Regions from separate parts of the Mus musculus genome. Here regions 2, 3 and 4 are each linked to region 1. The links are chromatin contacts, called in public promoter capture Hi-C maps. All regions are on one chromosome and are shown on one strand. Each heading gives the region's core, a stretch centred on a gene start, on an enhancer-like site or on the middle of the called end of the contact. The rest is flanking DNA. Distances are from core to core; before and after follow the strand shown.

The links. Promoter capture Hi-C pulls out the DNA fragments that hold promoters and counts their contacts.
Region 2: a promoter capture Hi-C map of pre-B cells shows a contact between it and region 1, with 2.8 times the contacts expected there. The contact joins the promoter of Vasn here to the promoter of Nagpa in region 1. A contact is called at or near these places in 6 of 39 promoter capture datasets (the HPC-7 cell line, cranial neural crest, embryonic stem cells and 3 more) and 2 of 115 datasets of contacts at active chromatin or transcription factors (pancreatic cancer cells and trophoblast stem cells).
Region 3: a contact with region 1 is called in a promoter capture Hi-C map of stem cell-derived epiblast-like cells, with 4 times the contacts expected there. The contact joins the promoter of Coro7 here to the promoter of Nagpa in region 1. A contact is called at or near these places in 4 of 39 promoter capture datasets (cranial neural crest, embryonic stem cells and stem cell-derived epiblast-like cells) and 3 of 115 datasets of contacts at active chromatin or transcription factors (bone marrow-derived macrophages, memory CD8 T cells and pancreatic cancer cells).
Region 4: a promoter capture Hi-C map of liver shows a contact between it and region 1, with 2.4 times the contacts expected there. The contact joins the promoter of D330022H12Rik here to the promoter of Nagpa in region 1. A contact is called at or near these places in 3 of 39 promoter capture datasets (cranial neural crest, liver and pre-B cells).

Annotation. Positions count from the first base shown.
Region 1 is chr16:5,202,664-5,208,871 of GRCm38.p6, reverse strand. Nagpa (N-acetylglucosamine-1-phosphodiester alpha-N-acetylglucosaminidase) reads left to right here and starts at 4,860. Exons shown (of 10, transcript NM_013796.3): 1 at 4,860-4,975; 2 at 5,073-5,531. The coding sequence starts at 4,890.
Region 2 is chr16:4,635,248-4,641,265 of GRCm38.p6, reverse strand. It overlaps Vasn (vasorin), which reads right to left and starts at 1,321. Exons shown (of 2, transcript NM_139307.3): 1 at 1,118-1,321. It overlaps Coro7 (coronin 7), which reads left to right. Exons shown (of 28, transcript NM_030205.4): 10 at 5,828-5,882.
Region 3 is chr16:4,674,296-4,680,973 of GRCm38.p6, reverse strand. Coro7 (coronin 7) reads left to right here and starts at 1,254. Exons shown (of 28, transcript NM_030205.4): 1 at 1,254-1,422; 2 at 3,942-4,038; 3 at 5,137-5,211. The coding sequence starts at 1,363.
Region 4 is chr16:4,591,783-4,597,530 of GRCm38.p6, reverse strand. It overlaps D330022H12Rik (a long non-coding RNA gene), which reads left to right and starts at 3,276. Exons shown (of 2, transcript XR_875867.3): 1 at 3,276-4,099; 2 at 4,814-5,748. It overlaps Glis2 (GLIS family zinc finger 2), which reads right to left and starts at 2,818. Exons shown (of 7, transcript NM_031184.3): 1 at 2,596-2,818.

The DNA of each region.
Region 1 (6,208 bases), core at 3,611-6,110:
TCTTGTGCCCTGCTGAAAGCCAGTGATGTGGAACGGACCCTTTAAATCTCTCCTTTCGCCTAATCTTCCCCTACTGTGCCCAGGATTTCCTACCACAATCCCCCATAAGTTATTAGGCCCAGGAGCTGTGCCTGGCATGGAGTGGCAAATGTGACATGCTTCTGAGGCTGCTGCCTTCTTAGGGGACCGGGAACCAGAGCCTAACACCTATTGGCCTTTAAGATTTCCTTAGCACCACTTCATCAACACAAAGTCACCAAGACAGGCTCTCAGCTTTGGGAGAAATCGGCTTCACACAAACAGATTACAGGAGAATTCTGCCCACCCCATTCTTCCTGAGTGTGAGCTGGGTTAGTGACTGAGCTGAACAATGGTGTGGTCCCAAGGCTTAAGTTACTAACCAGGCTGGAGGAAGGGAGGAGAGCCTGGGCTGGCAGGTCAATTTTAAGATAAGGGCATCCTCTCAGGGAATGCCAGAACCACACTGAGGGCTGGGGGTGTAGCTCAGCTGATGGCCTGAGGCCCTGAGGTCACACTGAGGGCTGGGGGTGTAGCTCAGCTGATGGCCTGAGGCCCTGAGGTCACACTGAGGGCTGGGGGTGTAGCTCAGCTGATGGCCTGAGGCCCTGAGGTCAATCTCCATCATCATGCTAACAGCTCACACACTTACACACATGACATAAAAGTAAAACAGACTGGCAGACGAGCTCAAGACCCTGAGTTCTAACCCCTAACCATATAAAAAAAGGCATGGTGGTACAAACCTTCAATTTCCAGGCCCTGTAAAGTGGAGGTAAGAGGATCAAGGTTCAAGACCAGCCTGGGCTACAGGAAACCTTAAAGGTTAATTCTGGCGTTCACTCAACTGAGCCATACATGATGGGCTGTCCTCTCTGCTGTGGTGAATGTACCTCAATTGTCTAGGTAGCTGCGGAAGCTTGAGGTTGCTTTTGCTAATAATACTAACTCTCCTGGAGCCCACGAATATGAGGGAGAGCTGATGTGAAATAATTTTCCCAGCATCTCTGTCTCCAGATCCCTACGACCCTTCACTGTCTTGCCTTTGACTGGGATTGCAGATGCTGATCATCCAAGCAGCATTTTATTCAAAACTGTAACAGGGGTGGGCCTGCCCACTGCCCACTGCAACTGGTAATTCTCTTCCACCCCTTCCTGTGATTTCTCCCCAGCTCATATCAACCATAATCTCCCAGCTTTATCAGCAGGCCCAGACCAAACCCCAAGGCCAGGATGCTATACAAGAGGATGAAGGCTGCGGCAGGAGGAGCTCTGCAGTTCCTGGGCTTGCCTGTGGCCCACCGGCCTGCAAAGCTGAAGGGCGAATGTGTGCATACGTGGGAAATTGCTCCTGATGGTAACAGGCAGGTGCCAGACTTTACTCAGTCCCCAGAAAGAACACACACACACACACACACACACACACACACACACACACACACAACCCTGACTCTTTCTTTTATGTAGTGTCCATCTCATCCAGGCTCCAACTTGGCCGTGTGCCTCATGGATGCAGGAAGACATCAGACAAAGGATGAGATGGGCTGTTGCTAATGTATGGCTTATCCTGTTTTCTTGTTATGGTTTTGTTCTTATTTTTGCTTGCTTTTCAAGACATGGTTTCTCTATGAAGCCCTGGACATCCTGGAACTTGCTCTGTAGACCAGGCTGGCCTTGAACTCACAGAGATCCACCTGCCTCTGCCTTCTGTGTGCTGGGGTTAAAGGCGGGCAGCAGCACTGCCCAGCTTGGTTTTGGTTTGTTGTCATCATTGTTGTTTGTCCACTTTTCCTGTTTCCACAGCAACAGATCCAGATCCTGGATGGCATCAGGAGGCTCCCCTTTCCTCTTTCATGGCACAGTCTACATGGGCTGAAGGAGCCCTCCATCCATGCACCAGCAGCATCAGGCTTTCTGGGCTCTTCACCATGTGCCTGCCTTATGTCTGTCTCCCTCAAATCAACTGATCTTGGACAAGGGGGCTGGGAAGATGGCTCAGCAGCTAAGGTGCTTGATACATAGGCATAGGAAGGAGATTTCAGATCTCTAGAAGCCACACAAATCAAAGGTGTGTGCAGTGGCCCTGTAACTCTAGCCCCAGAGGCAAATACAGGGTCCCCAGAGCAAACTAGCTAGCGAGACTAGTCATGGAGGATTGATTTAGAGGCCTTTCCTCAATAAATAAGGTAGAAGAATGATCATTATAATTCCTGATATCAACCTCAGGTGCAGACAGACAGAGACAGACAGACAGATAGACATGAATTATTATGTAACATAGAGTAAATAGTAAATTAATTTGGCAGCTGTATTTCTTTGCCTTTGCTGGTCCCCAATAACCACTCAGAAAGGCTAAGATTTATTAAAATTGCCTTGATCCAGATACTGAGCAATCATTACTCCATTCTAACCTGCAAGCTGGCCAGCTTCCTCCCACTCATATCCCTGTTACGTGCATGTCTCCTCTCTTGCTCCAGCTCTCTTCTGATGCTTCCTCAGCCTCTCTTCATGGCTTCCCTCCTTCCTTCCTGTCTCTTTCTCCACCCCTCCTAGAATCACAAGTTCCACCTATTCTCTCTAAAGCTCTGTATTGGCCTGTTGGCTTTTATTGGCAAGGCAGAGAACGAATAAGGAACAATGTTTCTACAAACTTGAGACAGAAGCTTCTCAGAGTTAATATAACAAAGCCATGTGCACAGATGGAAACCAGAGAGTGAGATGAAGAAATCAGCATTTGAAATAATACAGGGGTAAACTTTACACGTGTACAAAAACATTTCGCCAGCTCAGTTGTCGGCCAAGCTTGAACAGGATAGCACCTCTGGGGGGAGAATCAGACTTTGAAAGAGGTAAGAGCAAAGTCAGTACTTGCCTTATCAGTAGCCTGCTCCTGACAGCCAGAGAACTTCTGGAGTCAGGGAGGATGCTGGCAGGCCTGGCTTGCTGGCTGCCCGCCTTTAGCAAAGAACAGAGACATGGCCCTGCCGCATCGACACAGTGGTATCAAAGCAGATCAGCTGACACCACAGCCCCCAGAAGCAGCCTCTGAACAGCATTCACAGGAGTGAGCTATGCTTACTTCAGACCTCAGAGTCATTTGTGAAGAGCTGTTTGCTGGCTCTTAGCTGTGTGAGCTTCTAAGAACTAGCACGCCAGCCATGCAGGCTCTCTGGAGATCTCAGAAGAATCTGGGCTCAGTCTGCTGCCTGCCTCTGAGTGGCGGTGGCTGTTGGACATCTTAGACATCACTTGGCTTGTGGCTGCCCCTCTCCAGTGGCTGCAATGCCTCCATGTGGCCCTGCCTCCCCTGTGTGTATCTGCCTCTTCTCAGTACAGCAGTCAGACTAGGTTTGCAATCCCCTGAGTTCTAGGATGACCTCATCTAAACAAATTGTGCCTAAGAAACCCAGACATACAAAGAAACCCATTCTGAGGCCTTGCAAAGACCATGAGTTTTGGGAAGGACAAGGCTCAGTACAGATGGCTGAGCCTGATCACACACAGACCCCAAGAAGCATGGCTCTGGTTTCAAGCACACACACTGCTCACTGTAGACAGAAAGGGGCTTAAACCTATTCAAATCCCTGGCACCTACTAGATTGACAATGCCCCTGAGGAGGTCAGGAACTGGACTTTGCGTTGGGCTCTGCCTTTGGGTAAGCCCTAAGAAGAGCAGCCTCTGACAGGCAGCACTGAAGCACAAGCCGTGCTTCAAGGGGACACTCGCCAGGAGGATCCCAGGCTCGGGACTTACTATAACACAGGACACTTGTCACCTGAAAGCTTGAGTCAGTCAGTTATTATGGTCTGTGTGTGAGATACAAGTGGGTGCATAGGCAGTGGTGCACACATGTAGATCAGACTTTCTACAGCCAATTCTCTTCTTCCTCCTCTCCATGGGTTCAGGGTCTTCATCTCAGGTTGCACAGCGAGTTCATTTATGTGCTGTGCCATCTCGCCAGTCGTTCCTATATCCTAGAGGAAAACTAGTTTCTTCTGGTCAAGAGGAGGAAAGAGTGGAGACCTGTCATTCTAAGATACCCAAAACAGGGCCAGGTTGGGGACCTGTGCCTTTAATCCCATCACTTGGGGATTAGGTAGAAGCAAGAGGCTCTAGACCAGTCTACACACTGAATTTCAAGCCAGCCTACCTATAAATCAGAGACCCTGCTTCAAAAATAAAATTAAACAAAAACGAAGATAAACCAAGCTACCCAAAACACAAGAGTTAATCCAGTCAGACAGGTCTAGCAAATGCTAGGATGAAAGGTGTGCACCACCACGAGTGGGCTGCAAGCCTCTCTCTCTCTCTCTCTCTCTCTCTCTCTCTCGTTTGTTTTGTTTTTCGAGACAAGGTTTCTCTGTGTAGCCCTGGCTGTCCTGGAACTCACTCTGTAGACCAGGCTGGCCTCGAGCTTCACTCTTAAAAGTTCCTCTTCCTCCTCCTCCATCTTTTCCTCCTCTTACCCCCTAGGCTCCTTTTCCTCTTCTTGTCTTTCAGATAAAGTCTCAAGTAGTCCAGACTGGTCTCAAACTAACTAACTAGCCAAGAATAGCCAACCTCTTAACTTCCGATTCTCCTGCCTCTGCTGAATGCTGGGGTTGTGGCGTGGGCCACCACTTCTGGTTTGTGCAACACAGAAGGAACTAGGGCTTTAAGCACGAGAAGCAAGTTCTGTACAGACTTACACAGGCCCAGCATCTGTTCTTGCAATTTTCTGTAAGTTTGACATAATATGAGAATAAAAAGCTATCTATCTCCCTTCCAGCCTTACCCTCTCTGATGGAATTCGAATGCGTAATCAAAGCACCCAACAGCCTGGCCTGGAATCACGTGGGGCGAGCCCACGTGACCGGAGCACCAATCCAATATGGCGGCGCCCAGGGGGCCCGGGCTGTTCCTCATACCCGCGCTGCTCGGCTTACTCGGGGTGGCGTGGTGCAGCCTAAGCTTCGGGTGAGTGCAGCCGCCGGGGCCAGCCTGGCTGGGGTCCACCTTTCCTGAGCGCTCTCAGGCACAGCCCTCCGACCTCACGATCGCCCCGTCCCTGCAGGGTTTCCCGCGACGATGACCTGCTGCTGCCTTACCCACTAGCGCGCAGACGTCCCTCGCGAGACTGCGCCCGGGTGCGCTCAGGTAGCCCAGAGCAGGAGAGCTGGCCTCCGCCACCCACGAACCCCGGCGCCAGCCACCACGCGGCCGTGCGCACCTTCGTGTCGCACTTCGAGGGGCGCGCGGTGGCCGGCCACCTGACGCGGGTCGCCGATCCCCTACGCACTTTCTCGGTGCTGGAGCCCGGAGGAGCCGGGGGCTGCGCGCAGAAGCGCCGCGCTACTGTGGAGGACACAGCCGTCCCGGCCGGTTGCCGCATCGCTCAGAACGGTGGCTTCTTCCGCATGAGCACTGGCGAGTGCTTGGGGAACGTGGTGAGCGACGGGCGGCTGGTGAGCAGCTCAGGGGGACTGCAGAACGCGCAGTTCGGTATCCGACGCGATGGAACCATAGTCACCGGGTGAGGAGGCAGGGAGCCCCGGGGCTGTAGAGGGCAAAGGGTCTCTGATGTTCTTTCAGAGCCATGCCTCCGAGTCCAGGTCCCTAACCAAACTTCCTGTCTTTCTTCTTCCGAGTAATGACGCTGACACCTTCCTTCCTTTAAGTTTATTCATGTGCCACTGAATAATCTGTGATCAGGCCGTGTGTGGGGACTTGGGGAGGCGACCGTGAGCCTGAACACAGTTTGTGCCCTAGTGAACTTTGTGTAGTATTAGAGAAACATTTCGTGTTCAACGAAGCCATGGAACCAATTGGAAATAGTGTAGAGTTTATGGAGCAGTCCCAGACAGCTAGCTGGAGGCCTTTTGCTGTCCTGATAAAAATCCAGGTTAGACAAGGAGCTTGTTGAGGGCAGCCTTTGGAAGTTTCTGTGTTTCTTGAAATTTGACAGCAGCCAGAGTTGACAGCAGGCAGGCAGGAGTAGAAGGTAGCGCCATCTGGTGTTCCAGTTCTCTTCCAAGGTTCCGTTTTTTGCCAAGGCTGGGAAGTGGGCTTTCCCCAACTCTTCTCAGCCCTTGGTTGCAATTTCTGGGCCTGCCCATGTATCTGGTTCTTCATCCTTCAACATCAGCCAGTGTCACCACTGTTGATCTTAGGTTTTCACAGATCCTAAAACTTCTGCCAGTGACCAGCGCC
Region 2 (6,018 bases), core at 72-2,571, 560 kb after region 1:
AGAGGACAGTAAACTCTAGGGACTACCCTCCCATCCCCCACCTGCCTGCTCCAGCTCATGCTAACAGCTGGGTCCATACTGGCCTTCACTGCCCATACCAATGTAGCCCCTCACAAGGCTCCAGCCCACCCACATCTCTGCTTTCCCAGCAGCCTAGGGGGAAGGGACCTTTTACCTTTTAGCCAGACCCTCTCCCCTAGGAACTCTTGACCCAGATAGGGAAGAAGGCTCTCTTGGTGCCTCTTCCTGGAGCATCACCTACTATTAATGCAAAAAACAAGCAAGGGAACTCCTGAGCCTTGGGTTTCTTCTACTGCAGAGGCTGCTTCTGGGATCCAATAGAAGCAGTCAATGACCCTGGTGTGGTAATCGTTAACGAATGGGGGTGAGGTAGTGTGGTTGGCACCAATCAGCTGGCCTGCCTGTGACCACAAGGAACCTAAGCAGTCCTCTGGCCCCAGAGCTGCAAGCTGGGGAACACAAAGGACTAGACTGGCTATAGGCCATTGGGTCTGCAGCCCAAGCAAAGCCCATTACTGGTAGAGATGAGATGCGCTGATACTGGAGCACTAAAGATTATGGTTAGCCAAAGTTCATCCCTCACCTGGGGGTACACCTATCAATCTCCCCATTCCCGGTCCTCTCCAGGCTTGCCTGTGTATTCGTGGCTTCTGCCATGTGTGACAAGGCCCAGAGGATCCCAAGCAACCATTCTGCACAAGGGCACCAGACTGTCTGACCCCCGTGAGGGAAAAGTAACCAGACTACGGCTGGGCCATCCCCTAAAAGAGGGTTGATTCATAAAACTGGTCACGCCAGAGGGCCCAGTCGTGGGAGGAGGAAGCAAGGGAGGGGGTGTTTATTTTGTCTACTCAGAGCCTCACGGGTAGGTTAGCCATGTACAAACGCACGCCCTGGCTCTCCCGAGGGTCAACGGAGGCCCCTGAACCCACTCAGGAAGGGGGGTGCAACTGGACGTTCCCGCCCAGGTAACCGCCCGAGGCGGGGATAAGCCCCTCGCTCCGGCAGTCGCAGTCCCACTGGAGAATGTGCTAGTGTGCTGTTCCAGTGTGATCAGCTCCGCCTGTCGCCCCCACCCTCGCCCCTAGACACTCACCAGGAGACGACTGCGGCTGAAGGAGCCAGGCGGTGCGGTCCAAGGCCTCAGTGGGGCCTCAGTCCTTCACCTCTGGCCGGTCCTGAGAGGTCCGGGGTCCCGGGATCCAGAGGCTGCTGCGTCCCGTCCCGGGCTGGGGTTTCCCAGCCCCGGTCTCTGGCTCCGGCTCCAGACTCGAAGTTGACTCGTAAGAGGCTGGTCTCTGCTTAAGATGTAGGAGTGGGTGGGACCGTCTGTACCGAGGGCGGGGCTTCCTCCAATTGGCTGAGGCGGGGTTTGACCAAGCCTATACACACCCACCTCCTCTGAATGGGTCATTGCACTAAGCAGGCCTAGTCTGCACCTAGATATACCTCCAGATCCCAGTGAGGAGTGATTTTATTAGGCTGGCTTAAGTCTATCTTTTGCTGTGTGACATTTGGACAGGCTCCTGCTTTTTAACTGAAAAATATCTGGTGACACAAATTCAAGAAGTGGACATTAGGGTCAGTAAAGAGCTGGAGAAGCAGAGGTAGATTGTAGGGGCCAGCAGGGATGATGGCTGAGTCCCCATGACCAACCCAGTCTGCCAAAACTGAGGATTTTTCATACAAATCTAGATTTTTTAGGCGTAATCTCACAATGTGTTTTTGTTGTTAGCTAATTCCAATTTCAAAAGCTAGAAAGGCCACATGAAGTGGTTCCAAGAGCCTCTTATATAAAATCTCTTAATGCTGGACTTGAGATCTTTGTAGCCATGACAGCATCCCTGGTCACCTTCCCCAGCTCTAAATGAGAGACTGGGACCTAGGAGCATATGTCAGCTCAAGCCCCTCAGTTACTGAAAGCTTCAAGACTAGAATATGCCTGGGATGGGAGGCAGGATTGGGGACGTCATCAGCAGTAGGAGGGACCTAGGTGTTTGTTGACAGCAGCCCTTGATTAAGCAGGAGGGTGCTGTGCCAGGGGCTGGTTCAGAAAAAATCCCCTGCCTTGTAGGATTCCAGGAAAATGGTCATCCTCTCCACCCCACCCCACCCCCATGGTTTGTGGTTAGAGTCAGGCCTCAGGGCCTTTGGGGACCCAACTCAGCTCCTGGATTTCACCATCATATCCCTTTCCCGCCGGGTCTGTATTGAAGGCCTTGTCTGGGTCACACTATCTGGAGGCTTATCTGGCCTCAGCTGGTACTTGTGTTGTAAAGGCAGGGCATCCACACCCCCACAATTGGGGGCAGGACTGACCCCAGGTGTTTCATTTGGCCTGTGTGGCAGGTTTGAAAGTTGGATGTCATTTCCAGAATTGAAAATTTGGGTGATTTCACATGACAATTAGTTTTCCGAGCTTGTCTTAAACAGGACGTCTTTGAAGGCTGGGTGGCAACTGTCCCCAGATTCACCAATCTTCTGGATGGCAGGCTCCTCAAGCCCCGAGTGTTGTAAGTCAGGTCTGTCATCCCAGCTGCTCTGAAGACTGAGGCAGGAGGATCACAAATTCAAGGTCAGCCTGAATAACTCCTTAAGACCTTTTTCAAAATAAAACTCTGAAGGTTTAACTCAGTGGTAGAGCACTTGAGATAAATAAGGCCCTAGATCAATATCCAGTACCAGCAAAACAGAGGGAATACACAAGTGCTCTGTGACTTCCAGTCAGACTGTCCCAAGCCACTTCCCATGAACCATGAGGCCTCTGAGGCCCCATCCTCCTAGAACTCACAGCTTCCAGTATATCCCATCTTGTCCAGTCTCTCATTGCTCTCCAGGTACCACCCAGGTCCCCACAAGGGAAGAGAGTGTGGGATGCTTTTGGCCCAGCCTGGATGGCAGTGACAGATCTATGGGATATATGGCATGAATGGAGGGGATAGCGGAGATGTTCAAGAGCTGCTGTCCCCCAGCAACACTATCCCTGTTCTTTCTTTCTTTCTTTTTTTTTTTAAGATTTATTTATTTATTATATGTGAGTACACTGTAGCTGTCTTCAGACACTCCAGAAGAGGGCATCAGATATCGTTACGGGATGGTTGTGAGCCACCATGTGGTTGCTGGGATTTGAACTCTGGACCTTCGGAAGAGCAGTCGGGTGCTCTTACCCACTGAGCCATCTCACCAGCCCCCCTGTTCTTTCACAGTATCATCACAGGGCACTTGGCAGGCTCATGACATTGTCAGACTGTAGTCACTTCTTACCATCTAGTAGGTGGCAACATCCTTAGTCTTCTAGTTAGGAATAGCTCCAGGCCTTTGCCTTTCCCCGACTTTGGATCTGGGGTAGACTCTGGACAGATGTCAGTGAAACCCTTCAAGGCGGTGACCATAGTGACCATAGCAGCAGCACAGGTATGGGCACAGTATCCCTTCCCGTCTGGCCTTCTGTCAAGTCAAAGTGTGTTCTGCATCCTGACCCAAACACAGCTTGGCTCTCTTCACAAGGCCTAGAGGCAGGCCTGTGCCAGGTGTTGGCTGTTAGTGCTGGATGCTGTGACCCCATTTCCCTGCCCATCCTAGGCAGTGGGCAGCTGGATGCTCCTGCCTAGCAGAGATGTCCAGATGGCTCTACCTGAGGCAAGGAGGACTGGCCTGACCTGTCAGAGGAGCCAGCCCTGCCCTCTCTGACTTCCTGCTCCTGCCACCCAACACCTGAGTCAGTGGGCAGGCTCTGAGGGGGTGGCATGAGGGGAGGCCTAAACAGGCTTCTTCAGGAGGTGTTTCAGAGAGTTGGTGAACTGCCCGTGCTCCCGTGGAATTCTCGGGGTTCTTCTCATGCTCTCTCCTGGGCAGTACAGAGTTGTCCCCAGCTCTGCTCCAGTGCTCTGCTCCTTTAGTTCCCAATCTCCCAACCTTTCCTGCCTCAAAAGTCTGTGCACCCGTCTCGTTCCCTCCCCACTTTGTTTAAATCGTACCATCTAGCCTAACATGTATAAGGCCCTGAATCACAGCTCCCAAGTTTCACAAAACAAACAAGAATGACAACCTTCTAATTGCTTATCACCTACTGCAGACAGAACTTCTGATTCAGCAAGTTCTGTTTCACCTGGCCCTGCCCACCTGAGTCTCAGCTATCTCCTCACTGCATAGGGTCACCACACACCACATTTCCTATCCCCAAAAGGCCTTAATTCAATTCCTGCTATAAGCTCTTGGCATATAACGTTCTCCTTGTCTGGGACTCTATCCCCTGTCATGTTTGGCTTCTGCCTAACACTGGAATCAAAGAAACACCCGTTCCTCAGTGGCCTAGCCAAAACCAAGCCATCCTGCCTGCTACTGCTCAGCCCCAGGGAAGCCTTCTTCACTTGTCTAGTTCTGAGCTGTGTCTGCCTTGTGCACAGGCAACTGAGTGCCTTGAGCATTGTACTGGGTCGCAGCTCTCCTCTATTCACATGGTCAAGCTGAGCTGAGGACTAAGCACAGATTAAATGATTATAAACGAATGAGGAAAACCAAATGGAAGAGTGCTAATGTCAACTCCAGTCTTGTAGGGTGACCCTAAGCCACTGACCACCCTTTATATGTCTTACATGCCTTCTGCTGTGGCAGGCAGGGGTCAGGCTGAGTGGAGAAGGCCAGCAGTGAGGCCAGTTCACCCTGCCAGCCTGAGGTAATGAGGGCCTGGCCTGTGTTACAAGTTACCAGTTTTAGGGCCCTCCAAGAAATTACAGATACACTTCGGGGCCCCACCCAGCTCTCCACCCACTCTGTGCCTCCTGGCAGAACACTAGTAGGTAGGGGAGGAGGGGACTGGACAGCAGACACCACTGGGGGACCACAACAGGGATGGAACACTGTTTGGGACCAGGAGCAAGGGATAAATTCTCACAGCCAGGTATGGGGGTGCAAGCACTTAATCCCCAGCACATGGAAGGTAGAGGCAAGAGTTTAAGGCTAGCCTGGTCTATGTAGCAAGTTCCAGGACAACCAGGGCTACGTAAAGATACCCTGACTCAAAAAAATAACCAGAAGATTCTCAAGTTCTCTTGGATGCCCCTCCTTCAACGAGAAGTCATTGCAAGGCAGGGTGCCTTGGGCCTGGGACTTTTATGTAAAGGGTCTCCAGGGCCCAGAGAGGGGAGGTGGGAGTTCTTGGCCAGTGAAAAGGTTGGCCTTGGGCTGTCATAGTACTGGGCTCCCAGCCTACCCCAAACCCCTCCCCCATGTCCTCACCTCAGGAATGTGCTTTCCGCTGCTCTGGGCTGTCGCTGGGGGGTGGCAGGGGGTGTCCAGGAAAGCCTGGCAGTATTGCAGCCTTTCTCACTGCTGGGCACAGCCGGGCACAGGCAGCTTGAACTAGTACAGAGGCCATCTGAGCTTCTAGGATATAGAGTGATGAAGAAGACAGTACCACCCTATCCCTAGAGCTGCCAGAGTGGACACACTCTGCGTAGGCTGCACTGGAGGCTGGAGAGTCCCTGGTTGGAGCAGCTACCCGCTTAACCTCCTTGCTTGTTCTGGTCACATACACTGGTTGAAGTAGCGTTGTGTGTGTTCTCATGAGTGCCTGGAGTAGAGTCAGGCCTGAGCTCCCAATGCCCAGGGCCAGTGCAAGTGCTGTAGGGAACAGAGCAGCTGGATGACTGTGGCTTAGTACAAGGGCAGTGCCAGAAGAAGAGATTGAGGATTTAGAGGCCGGCTAGGTCCAGCTAGAACCTTCCTGGTCCCTGCTCTGAGTTCACAGCCTTGCAAACTTCCTGCTGTCATCCTGTCACCCAGCCCGCTGGCCCTCTCTCCCCAGGCCTCTGATACCTCTGCTGGATCCAGACTCTGGGCTATTGGTCCTGGCAGGAAAGGTGAGCAAAAAGTTGAATCGCCCCACCCACTGCCCTCCATGTGCACTACTCAGAAATTAGGCCCCTGGGCTGTTTTCTGTGAGCGAGAGCTGTGCATCCCACGTAGGCAGCCAAGATGAAATGACCTCTAGGTTGT
Region 3 (6,678 bases), core at 5-2,504, 520 kb after region 1:
TGACCGAGATCAATGTCTGTGTGATTTGTGAGGCAATTCCTGGACCCCAACATTGTGTGCACACAGATGAGTAGGCAGGGATAGACAGGTGAACAAAAGTAAATGTCCCAGCAGTCAAGAGTACTTGTTTCTCCTTATTTTCGAAGAAGACCCAAGTCTGATTCCCAGCACCCATGTGGCAGTTTAAGACACTTCACAAGGCCAGGGGATCCAACAAGTCTAACCAAGAGCAAGCATAATTACCCACTGAGCCATTTTCCCAACCCTGCCTTCTTTCTCCCTTTTCTTTTCTTTTCTTTCTTTTTTCTTTTTCTTTTTTTTCTTTTTGGGCAGGTTCTCACTATATAGTCCCGAACTATGTAAACCAAGCTGACCTTGAACTTCTGATCTTCCTCCTGAATGCTGGGACTATAGGACTATGTCACTGTGCTGGGGATGGCACCCAGGGCTTCATACATGCCTGGCAAACACTCTACCAACTGAGCTACAATCCACAGCTAAAATCATTTTTAAGGGAAAATTGATGCTCACAGATATTGAGAATAAAGCTATATATCACTTGGTCATTATCATCATACACTCTAGTATGAAAAAAATTGCATTATAAAATGTGTATTTTTGGCTGGGCAGTGATGGTGCACATCTTTAGTCCCAGGACTTGGGAGGAAGAGGCAGGGGGATTTCTGAGTTTGAGGCCAGCCTGGTCTACAGAGTGAATTCTAGGACAGCCAGGACTACACAGAGAAACCCTGTCTCAAAATAAATAAATAAATAAATAAACAAAAATAAAATAAAATAAAAATAAAACTCAAAACAAAGGGGTAGAAAGGGAGGGAAGGGGAGACAAGAGGTGGGAGGGAGGGAGGGAGAGAGAGAGAGATTGAGAGAGAGAAAGATTGAGTCTCAGTGGTTCTTATCTTTTATGGGTCGCGGGGATTATTCCCAGTTTTAGTCTAGTTAATTCTGTCCTGCTATTTCTCAGGTCATTGTAAAACCTCAGGGACCAGTATTGCAAGTCTAATCCTGCAGCAATTGAAGTGTGGTTCCTTCGGTAGGACAGCTGCGGCTCACATGACCTCCGACCAGTGCAGTAGTCCCCCAGGCATCAGGGCGTGACTTCTCAGGTCGTCCTGGCCTCTGAAGAAGGCGGGGCTGAAGGCCGTCGCGCTGAAGAAGGGTGACGTGGGGGCGTGCCTAGGCAGGCCGCAGGAGCTTCCGATTGGTTGTCATCAATAAGGGCGTGGCACCAGGCTGCAGGCTGCTGAGGCGGCAGGCTGCAAGAGTCCAGGGCGGCTTCTCTTCATTCACCTAGTACCTGACGACCCTCGTTCTCCAGCCTGAGCTTGCTCTGTCCCAGCTGCCATGAGTCGCTTCAAGGTGTCCAAGTTTCGGCATATGGAGGCCCGGCCGTCCCGCCGAGAGGTGAGCCCGGCCAGTGGACCCCACTCCCTGGCTTCTGGTCCCGGAGGACTGCCATTCCCAGTGCCTGCCTGTGCAGTGCACACTCTGGGTTGTGAAGACCCTCACCCCACCTCGCCCCATCTGTCCACCCGGAACTTCTCCCTTTAGATGAACCCTAGAGTTCAGGCCGCCCCTTCACTGCTCAGAGGACAGAGTCCGGAGGTCTGATGACGCGCCCTAGTAGTTGGGTGATCCCGGAGGTCGGCCTGGCCGGTTCGCCTCCCCCTGTTACCCCAGGAGGCCTCGCAGCACTCCCAGACGCGAACAGGCCTCTGTTTCCGGTCGGCCTTGCTGGGAACCTGGCTGGGAAACTGTCGACGCCGGTCTCCCCCTTCCAGCAGTCTAGGATCACCCCTGCTCCGGGCCGGCCGGGCTGTGGGAGAGATGCATCTCTTTCTTGTGGTCTCAGTGAGAGGGAAGGTATCATCTGGAGAGGGAGCCCCTGGGGCCAGGCAGGCTTCCTCCCTCGAGTTTCTGCCACTCTTCCTTGTCTACTGGTGCAAGCTCTTCCTTTACTGGGGTGATGATACTAGCGGTTGTTGGGGCCTGGAGAAGCCTAGAGCAGGTGGATCCCAGATGGAGTGTCAAGAAGGACACTCCACTCGGTGAGGCACTGGCCTTTCTCCCCCTGTGTTATTTGGACCTCTAGTGTCCCAAAGCAAGTTAGGACAACCGTGCTCCATTTTCATTCTCTGGACAGTTAGCCTTTCTGTACCTATTGTGTGCTGCTCAGCTCTCTAAAACAGTGAACATTGTGACATTTCCCCTTCTCTGTGGAACTTAACAGCCTCTGGTCAGCAAGCACAATATAAATCCACTGAAGAATCAGAACACCCGGGGGTATGTGGTGGGCTGTGATGTAAAGAAGTGAAGTAGAGTTGAACGTAATAGTATTGTGGAGGACAGTGCCCAGGTGGGTGGATTTCAACAGAGGCCAGAAGGGTGAGAAGAAAAAAAGCCAGTAAAGAAAAAGAAAGTGGCCGGGCGGTGGTGGTGCAGGCCTTTAATCCTAGCACTTGGCAGGCAGATTTCTGAGTTCGAGGCCAGCCTGGTCTACAGAGTGAGTTCCAGGGCAGCCAGGGCTACACAGAGAATCCCTGACTCGAAAAACCAAAAAAAGAAAAAAGAAAAAAAGAAAGTGAACCCAGGGTGGACAGAGGCCATTAGCCAGGCAAAGCTGGTGACAGATGAGTTACAGGGCAGCCCTTCAGAGGAAGAAGTTGAGTTTTGTTATGAGTATAGTATGGCGCCATTGAAAGCTTGAGAGGAAGTACACAGTGCTTAGATTTGGATGCAGACTATTACTAAGAGTGCAGTAATGATTAGTGGACGGATCTGGAGAGACCTTCAGGGCTCTGTGGCTTCTCTCTGTATGGACCTCCTTCTAGTAAGTTAATCAGACAGGCCCACAGAACCGGGGGCCTCAGGAGTGCTTGTTACTGAGGCAAGAAGGATTGCAGATCTGTGCTTTGACACCAACAGAGGGAATGGGGTCCTTGATCTCAGTTGCAGGGCGAGCGCTCTTCTTTCCCATATGCGGGGTGTCACCATTACTGCCTTCACTCATCCAGGGCGGAGCATGCTCTGAGGAAGCCAGATCTTTATCTTCTCCCTACTGAGTGTGATGTTCACAAGGGGCCGTGGGCCCTGGCTTCAGCAGAGTAGCCACAGGAGCACACCCATCTTCTGTTAGATGGTCACTTCCTTGCCACTTTCATACTCTTGTTTTTTTTTTTTTTTTTTTTTCTTTTTGAGGCAGGGTTTCTCTGTGTAGCCCTGGCTGTCCTGGAACTCACTCTGTAGACTAGGCTGGCCTCAAACTCAGAAATCCACCTGCCTCTGCCTCCCGAGTGCTGGGATTAAAGGCCTGCGCCACCACTGCCCAGCTCCTTCCCACTCTTTGAACTGAAATATTCCCCCCAGAGACACATGCATTTCCTCTGACAGCCGCCTCCTCATCCTTATTAGGGAACTGATTTGCTAAATAGAATCACCCTCTGAGCTAGTTAGATTATTTCAAGAACATTTGCTATTTTTTAAGGGACTGAGTGGGGGCAGACCAAAAAAAAAAAAAAAAATCCAAATATCTATCCCAAAAAATACTGCTCTAATGGTGCAGCTTTAAGGGCTGAAGAAACAACTTTATTAGTAACATATTTGCTATAATGCATGAAGACATAAGTTTGATGTCCAGAACCTAAGTGATGATGTATGCTTACAATCATCACACACCCACACAGACAAGAGGACGGCTGGAGCTCACTAACCAGCCAGCCTAGCAGAATTTGTGAGTTCTAGATTCAGGGAAAGACCCTGTCTCAAAAAACAAAGTGGGTGATTTGCGTGGATGACACCAGACACACACACACATACACACACACACACACACACACACACACACACACAGTTTCCTGCATTATGGCCCTGTCTATGGCCCTGAGGAGAGACCTGACACTAACCATGTTATTCTTCATTTGCAGGCCTGGATCAGTGATATTCGTGCTGTAACCACCCCCACATGCGGGAACCACATCAAATCAAGCTGCAGCTTGATCGCTTTCAACTCTGACCGCCCAGGTAGGGAGGTAGACATAGAAGAAAAGGTTCAGACATTATCATCATAGATAGGGTCAGGAAAAGGGCAAACTCCATTCATAGTGGGGAGTTGGAATGGAGTGGGCTGTGGGGAGGGGCAGGCCTTAGACCCCTATACACTGGTCAACATATAGCAGTCAGATCTTGCTTATATGTAAACTATGGTGGTGGTTCTAGCCAGGGAGGAAAGAAAATGGTATTTCTGTTTTCAGCCATCCCCACAGACAATCCCCCTCCTTGTATTGGACCTTGGGCTGGGATTGATCACAATGAAGATTTGAAAAGTCCTTGTACAGTGTTGTGTTGCTATCTCTGCACTCCAGGAGGCTGAATCTGGAAGAGTTTGAGATGCAAGCCAGCCTGAGCTACTCAGACCCCATCTCAAAGAAAACAAAAAACAGAAAAAAAAAAAAAAGAAAAAAACCCCAAAAACCAAAAACTTAAAAAAACAAAACAAAACAAAAAAACCAAAATGAGTTTTTGTGTGGTTGAATTCCCTTGGCTGCTTGTGACAACATCGATAGACCAAGCTAGCACAGATAAATGCCTCTTTCCTCACCAGGGACTCTAGGCAGAGTTGGAGCCAAAGCTGCTCAAGTTCTCTCCACTTGCACTCTCTAACCCCACCCCCATCCTATTGCTTTCCGATAGCATCTCACTTTATAGCCCAAGATGGCCTCCAACTTGCAGGATTCCTCTAGCCCTGTCTCCCAGGGGCTGTGACTATAGGTGTAAACCACCTCACCTGTTCCCAGTTTTCTCTTGGTCCCTCAACCCTGCTGCCTTGAGGTGCTGACTTCCTTCTCTGGTGAGGATGGTGGGAGTGCCAGCTGATAGCCCAAAGCTGACCTCGTCCATGGTCTGTGTGAGAAAAAGAGCACCTCCTTTTCTAGTGTTCTATACATTCAGTGCAGATGGTTCAAGCTGGGGAAGACCCTAGATCCCTTCAGTGTCAGGAAAAAAAGGGACAACTGGGAGAGGCTTTCAGGAGGTCACATGGCTTGGGGTCTGGAGTCCTTTGAAGGGAGATAAGTGGCCACCATTAAGCTCAAAGTGAGAACCTCTGTGTTTGTTTAACAGGTGTATTGGGTGTCATATCTCTGGAAGGCCATGAGGAAAACAAGAGGCATGTGACCTACCTTGGCTGTCATTCAGGTGAGTGATGCCTGAGTCAGGAAACCTGTGACCAGGGATTCATTCTTGGTCCTGTCGCCTATGGCTTCTTGTTCTCACTGTATGTTCTGCAAAGTCCTTGGGGGGTCAGAAGGCTGCATCTGGTTTGGAACTCTGGCCTGCAGAAAGGAAGGTAGATGTTCCAGTCCATCGGGGTGGCAGAAGGAAGTCCTGGGCCCCTGGATTTCCTTCCTGAGGACCAGACACACACCCTTATGGCTCTCAGCCCTACATATTCTCTGGAGTCTAGCAGGGCACCTCTCATTTCTAAGCCCAGCCATGCTGCTAAAAGCCACTCCAGGGAGTGGCTATGCTGAGCTGCAGGGTGGAGATGAACCCTTACAAAGGACTTTTGTCTGCTGCAGCTGATTCTGGGGGTCCTCAGCAGCCTGTGTGGCAGAATGCCCACTTTGGGGAACATTTATTATACTCTAGGCATTGGCCTAGTCGGCTTAGTCTCCATAGCTGTGGTTTCTATGAGCTAGATCTCTTATTAAAGACCTGGGGTAAAGGAAGAGGATAAATTCTTACTCCTTAGGTAGGGTGGTTTGAGGGAGATCTGAAAGTAGGGTTCTGCTCATTGTCAGAGTTCTGATGATGATCATTAGGTTGTTAACAACAAAAGCCAAGATTTATGTAGAGTATGCCGAACGTCTTCTAATCTAAATGTGCTTGTTTCTTGTTTTACAAGATACGGTTTTTCTGGGTAGCCCTGGCTGTCTTGGAACTTGCTTTGTAGACCAGGCTGGCTTTGAACTCAGAAATCCCCCTGCCTCTCCAGAGCTCTCAAGTGCTGGAACTAAAGGTGTGCACCAATATGCCTAGCCCAATCTAAATTTTGTATAAATTTCTTTATGTATGAGTGTTTTACCTGCATGTATGTCTGTGTATAACATGCATGCCGGTGCCAAGGAGGCCAGGAGAAGGCTGGGGTTGGTGTTACAGATGGCTGTGAGTGCCATGTGGACTGGGACTGAATCTGGGTCCTCTGAGAGAGCAACCAGTACTCTTAACTACTGAACCATCTCTCTAGCCCGCTAATCCAAATTTTGAAAAAGAGTTTTGAGATGTCATTTGGATACCATATAGAGACTTTGTTATAAGTGGATCGTTGACTTTTTAGGTTGTTTTTGTTAGTTTGTTTATGTGTATGGTTGTTTTACCTGCATGTTTGTCCCACATTCGTGCAATGCCCTCAGAGGCCAGAAAATGGTGTTGGGTCTTCTGGAACTGGAGGTACAGATGGCTGTTAGCTGCCTGTTTTTTTAAAGTTATAGAGTTGTGGGTTCCAGCATCCTGTTTCAGAGCATTTCTGTTTATCAGGATCCCTTATGTCTAGTAGGAAATATCATCACAGAGTCCTAGGCAGCAGTCATTTTACTCTTTGCTTCTAAAACAAAGATCTGCACATGATTTTCACGGGCATAACCATCTGAGGTTGGCAGGAAA
Region 4 (5,748 bases), core at 2,027-4,526, 610 kb after region 1:
ATTCTGGGATTGCCCCAAACCCTGCCCAGCACTGGCACCGCCCTCTCCCATAAGTGGGAAATTCAGATTCCAGGAGAGTCCAGCTGGGGAGACGGAAATGTGCATGGGAAAACCACATTCTTCCCTCCACGCCAAAGCCAGCACAGACCCTGGAACAATTTAGGTGGCCAGTGCACCCTCCCACTACACAGGGCCAAGGCTGAACCAGCCTTGGAAGACAGCCTGAGATGCAGAGGTGAGGTCCAGCTTCCCTCCGGGTCCTGAGAAGTGGCCCTGGCAGACTTTTGTCTGTCTTGTGTCCAATTTGCCCTCTAGCCCCTCACTCACACTCACACTAAGCAAAGAGGGCTAAAGAAGAAATGACTACAAGTACCCTTTTGCAGCTGAGTTTTTCAGAAACAAAAGCTTTGCGGAAAGAGGTTTCCACTATTGTTTAAAATGAGGTTTTGGGATGTCTGTGGCATCCAGTTATTCATGCTGGCTCCACCCACGGATAATTGAGAGTTGGCTTTTGTTGGACATATCCTTTCTCCCTGCCCCCACCCACAGGCCAGCCTCATCTTAGGACTCAGCTATCTCACCTTGCCTGACCCTAAGTTTTACAGATGAGGAAACTGAGGCCTGGACAGGGGAAGAGTCAGGCCAAGCAACACTCAAATGCTGATGGTTGTGCCAAGATTTGAACCCAAGACACAAAAAAAGGGTTTCTTGGCCAAGAGCTTTCCCCCATATGCCCTACACACAAATTGTGTCCTGGATCCAGCAAGTCCCTTAACGGCCAGTGACCCCCAAAGCAGCAGTGCCTGGAAGTGGGGTGACTCATTGTCTGGCTTCCCACCCACCCCCAATCTAGGAGGGAGGGCTGGCAGGTGTCCCCGCATAGAGAGCCAAGAGCCAGATTGCCCCAGGGGGCCTGGGCTAGGGTCACTCTGAGGCTGGAGAGACCCAGCTGGAGGGATTTAACACCAAAGGTCAGGGGTCACAGACAGGGAAGGACAGGCAGGCATAGGGGGTCAGGGGGTCAGCACTAATGGTAGCTCCGGAAAGAAGGGGGAGGGGGGAAAGGCTAAAGACACAGGGCTACTTCCAAGGGTTCCCCACCCCACAAAACCACAGCCTGGCACTGCCTCCTGCTTGACTGATGGCAGACAGGGACATATTACACTGGGACTGGATCCTGAAATGAGCTAGACGGCAGTTCAGCAAAGGGTGTCTTAGGAGACCCCTCCCCCAGTGCAAGCCAGGGCCAGCTGAGAGGCCCAGCCTGAGCCCAGAGGGAAGAAAAGAGAGAGAGGGCTCTGAGGTCACTAGAGAGGGATGTGTGGGCTGGGGCTGGGACAGCTGTGGTACTGTGCCACCAGAGCAGGGCCTGGGGAGAGCTGGGCACACTGAAGGGGACAGTTTTACATTCCCTGAGCCTAGGGGCTTCAGAAAGCTAGCTAAGATAGCAGTTGTCTCCCTAGCCATGGCTCAACCCCACCTTCCTTCCTGGGTGCCAGGACAACAGGGAGACAGCCGTGCAGGGTGCCTGCCACCGAAGCCCAAGACGCAGGCCCTAGCCCTGGCCAGACCCATGGGAGCTCAAGTCTTGGTAGGGCCACTGGCTAGCCTGACTGCCCCCTTGGTGTCAAGCATTCCCTCTAGAGCCAAGATCTTGGGCCCTGATGGCTGGGGGCCCAGGGCTCCTCCCAGCATCCCTTCCAGCTTCCCAGGCCCCAGGGCAGGGCTGGGCAACTCCCTGCAACCAGTGCTTCCCCGCCACCCTCTGGCTGGGCTGGGCGGGCCCTCCTGGGTAGGCAGACAGGCAGCATGCTGCCCTGCTGTGGCCTGAGTATCCCACTGGGTAGGGCAGTGTGCCAAGGCGTCCAGGTGCCAGCCTGGATTCCAGCCCCATCCTAGGGGGCCTGCGGGGAGGTGCAAGCATCATCCTGGTAGGAGGGGGATGCACCTGCCTCGTCACCTCTTTTCCAGACCCATCCTGAGGATGCAATCACTCACCCTCTCCATCCAGCCAGGTCCCTCACCTGCTTCCATCCACCCTTCAGGAGTGGACCAAAGGCTACACAATATTCCAACTCCTAGTGCTGAATCAAGGGACGCCCCCCTCTCTGCCTCCCCCAAGGCTTGTTAAGGGTAGTGAGAGCAGGACTTTACCCAGAAAGGGAGGGTACCTTCCAAATAACCCGAGCTCACCGGTGAGCAAAGGTGGCTGCCAGATGCCCCATACAACTTCATGCCCAGGCTTCGGGTGGCCCCCTCTCACCTCGCAGAGCACCCCTACTGAAGACGCCCAACTTCCCCAGTGAAGTTTGCGCCCGCCCCGGGCCGGGCCACAGTTCAGCTCGGCCCCCAAACAGAAGGAGGGAAGGAAAGAGAAAAAAGACGGTGAAATCGAAGGACCCAGCCAGGGAGCCGGCGAGAAAGGGAGAGCGCAAAACCAACGAGCGCAGGGGCCTCAGCGAGGGCTCACAATGGCCCGGAGCAAGGCGCGGACGCGGGAGGGGGAGGCGACCCTCTGGTTACGCTGCCCCGCGCACCAGGCAAGTCCCTGGCCCAGCCCGCGTCCTCCCGGCGCGACGCCCGGGGGCTTCCTACCTCGGCTGCCGGGCTGACTGGCTCCGGCTGCGGGTTCCGGCGGTCCTGGGGCAGCGGGGAGCGGGCGAGGGGGAGGGCCGGGGCGGGCGGGGGCCGGGGCGCGAGGCTTACGGGGCACGGGCTCCCCTGGCGCCGCGCGGCACCCGGCCGCTCCGCCACATCTGCAGCTCGGGGCAGGGAAGGTGGCCGCGGCGGCCGGGCTGTGCGGGGATGTCTTTGCAAGGGAGGGAGGAGAGGAGAGGAGGGAGGGGGTGGGAGGAGGGACTGGCGGCCTTGGAGGAGGGCGAAGAGGAGGGGCGCGGGGGGCGGCCTCCCTCCCTCCCTCCCTCGCGGCTCGCTCGCTCGCTCCCGCCCTCCCTACAAACCCCTCTCACTACTGCGGCCCCAGGCCCGGAGCGCCAGCTGCCAGACGGAGCGTGCGCGGGGGGTGGAGGGTGGGGGTGGGGGGAGGCTGGGCCCGGGGAGGGGAGGAGAGCGGACGGCCGCAGGAGCGGGCACCGGAGGGAAGGGGGAGCGAAGGAGGGAGCCCCGCCACGGCAGAGACGCGCGTCCTCCTCGACTCCCCCCCCCCCCATCCCCGCCTGCCGCGGTCCCGCCCCCAGCCCGAGGGCAGCGCTAGGACAAGGCCTGGGGGGCGGGGGGCAGGGCGAGATATCCCGCCCCTGGGGGAAGCCTGGGAGAGGGGCGGGCGAACCGGCCAGGAGGAAAAGCCCCAAGGACCGGGAAGATGGAGGCGGCCGCAGCGGGCGAGGGGCGGGGACCCTCGCCTCCCCCTGCGGGGTCACCTTGGCCAGGGCCCCCGCGGCCCTTGGCTGCCGCGGAGGTGATAGAAATGCCTCTTGGAAGGCCCTGATTTCCCCGCCCAGTCCAGATCCAGGACCGCGCAGGCAAAGGCCTTTCAATTCCGACAGGTTCGAGGCCACGCTTCTCTCTTCCAGCTTTGCCTTGTCTTCAGCCTCAGTTGCCCTCCTGGTGAAATAAGCACAAGGCCTGGCACAACCAATCCAGGATTCCGTTATCTTGGTGACATCCGCCTGGACAACCTGGGTCCCCTAATCTGAGCGCCGCCGGGGTCATCGCACTTGGCGTCAGTAAGTTCAATGAGTTGGTCACTGAAAAGTGGATGTAAGTCAGTAACGCTTGCACACCGCAGCCAAGCTGTTTCCCACCTTTTCCTGGGAAGCTCAGACTTGGCGTTCTTTAGTGTTTTCTTTGGGCGAGTCTTGAGTCCACGCCTAATATCTTTTTACCTGTCTGGTGACAAATCTCAGTTCAAAAAGACAGCCCTCCTGATCCGAAGTTGGACTTGAACTCAGGAAACGAAAAGGCACTTCAAAGTCAGCATCACCAGTAGGTGAAGTACTGACTCCGGGTTGGAAATCTGTTATTCGGGCATTTGATGCCTCGGTCTGCGCCAGAGCCACATCAAGACATGAATCTTGATCATGGGGCATCCCCATTCCCAGGCACTGCTCTTGGCACACGCTCCTGGTCTGGTGCGAAGGTAGGCACATAATTGGTGCTCCTGATGTGGTGATCAAATGGATACGTAGTCAGTGCTCTTAACTGATTATGTAGTCATGATGGGTGCTTCGGTTTGAACGAAGACACATATTAGATTCTTATGATCTTTTAATACATGAAAGGGATTTAGGAAGAGGTCGGTTCACCAGGAGTAAGGCGGGGATAATGCCCCCCCACCCCCATTTCCCCTGTGTGGATAATGTCGCAGTGCTGCCGGGTTAAATATTAGCTGGCAGATGGACCCGGAGAAGGCCAGCTCTGGGACCTAAAGCTTGCTTCCAGGAAGAGGCTGTTAAAGGGCCGCCGAACATCACTAGAGTCTGAGGCGAGGGACTGCAAAGCGCCCTCTCCCGGCATCTTGAATCTGCAATTTAGTTATTCTGTTATTCTGTTAACCCAGCCCTAGTGCAGTATCTCACCTAAGCTGACTACAGGAACTGAGGCACATCGGTAGTGTGAAACTGGTGTACTAGTTAGTATAAATCTGTTTAGAAAAAGGAAAAAAAAAAGCTTATTCAGGAGCTAAAGTAGTTCAGCACGTGTTCCTAGGTTCAGTCCCTGATAACGGGGGAAAAAAGTATCATTGGGGGACACCAGGTGCTGTGCCATTTTAGCGACAAAAGGCCAACAACCTCAGTTGAGGAATGCTTGAGCCTAAGAAACTTCAGAGTGTTTTTCTTTGTTTTGTTCCCAGGGAGAATTCAGACTGGAATCCAAGGCTGGGTGGTGAGGCATGACCCCTCCTCACTGCAATCTGGGAACATGGAGGTACACTTACTATAAACTAGGCAAGTGGTCCCTTAGATGTCAAGCCTGGTCCAGTTTCACAACCTAGCTGGTGTCCTCGTAACTACTGAGAGAGAAAAAAGTAAACAAAATTTGGATGTTTTCTGCAAAACCAACAAGATTAAACACAGAAGCCTGAAATCCCAGCACTTGGGAGGACCACCACAAGTTGGAGGTTGGCCTGAATTACATAGTGAATTCCAGGGCCACCTGGGCTATGTATAAAGTGAGATCTTTATCAGCATTTAAAAATAATGTGTTCAAAGCCAGCCTGGTTTACATAACAAGTCCCAAGACAATCAGGGCCACATAGAGTGAGCCTGTGTCAGAAAAAAAAAAAACTAAATAAATACGTAAATAAAAAGGAGTGAAGACAGACTGCTAAATTAGGTGTAGAAGTAACTCAGGCCTCAATCCAGGCAGCTGGTCCTCAGTGGGCTGAGCTAGGAGTGTCTGGATTTTAAAGCTGGCTGGGGATACAAGATTCTATCCTAAATACCCATCCTCAAGGAGACCACTTCTCTCTCTGTACTATTTTCTCTCTACATTTTTCACTGTATTCCCAACAACTTCAAGAGTAACTCCCATTATTCCCATTTTACAAAAGTGGAAACTGAGGCAAAGGGACATTGACATAGTCAGTGGTTTTGTTGTGGTTGCTTGTTTTGTTTTTCAACATAGGGTCTCTGTGTAGCTGGCCTCAAAGATGGGCCTGCCACTGCTTCACTAGTGTTGGGGTTAAAGGTGTGCCCCACCCCCACCTCAACTTCCCCCCTCCCCCACTCCACCTCAACCTTCATTGATAACGAGGTTTTATAAATTAGTAGGAGGCAGCCAGGCATG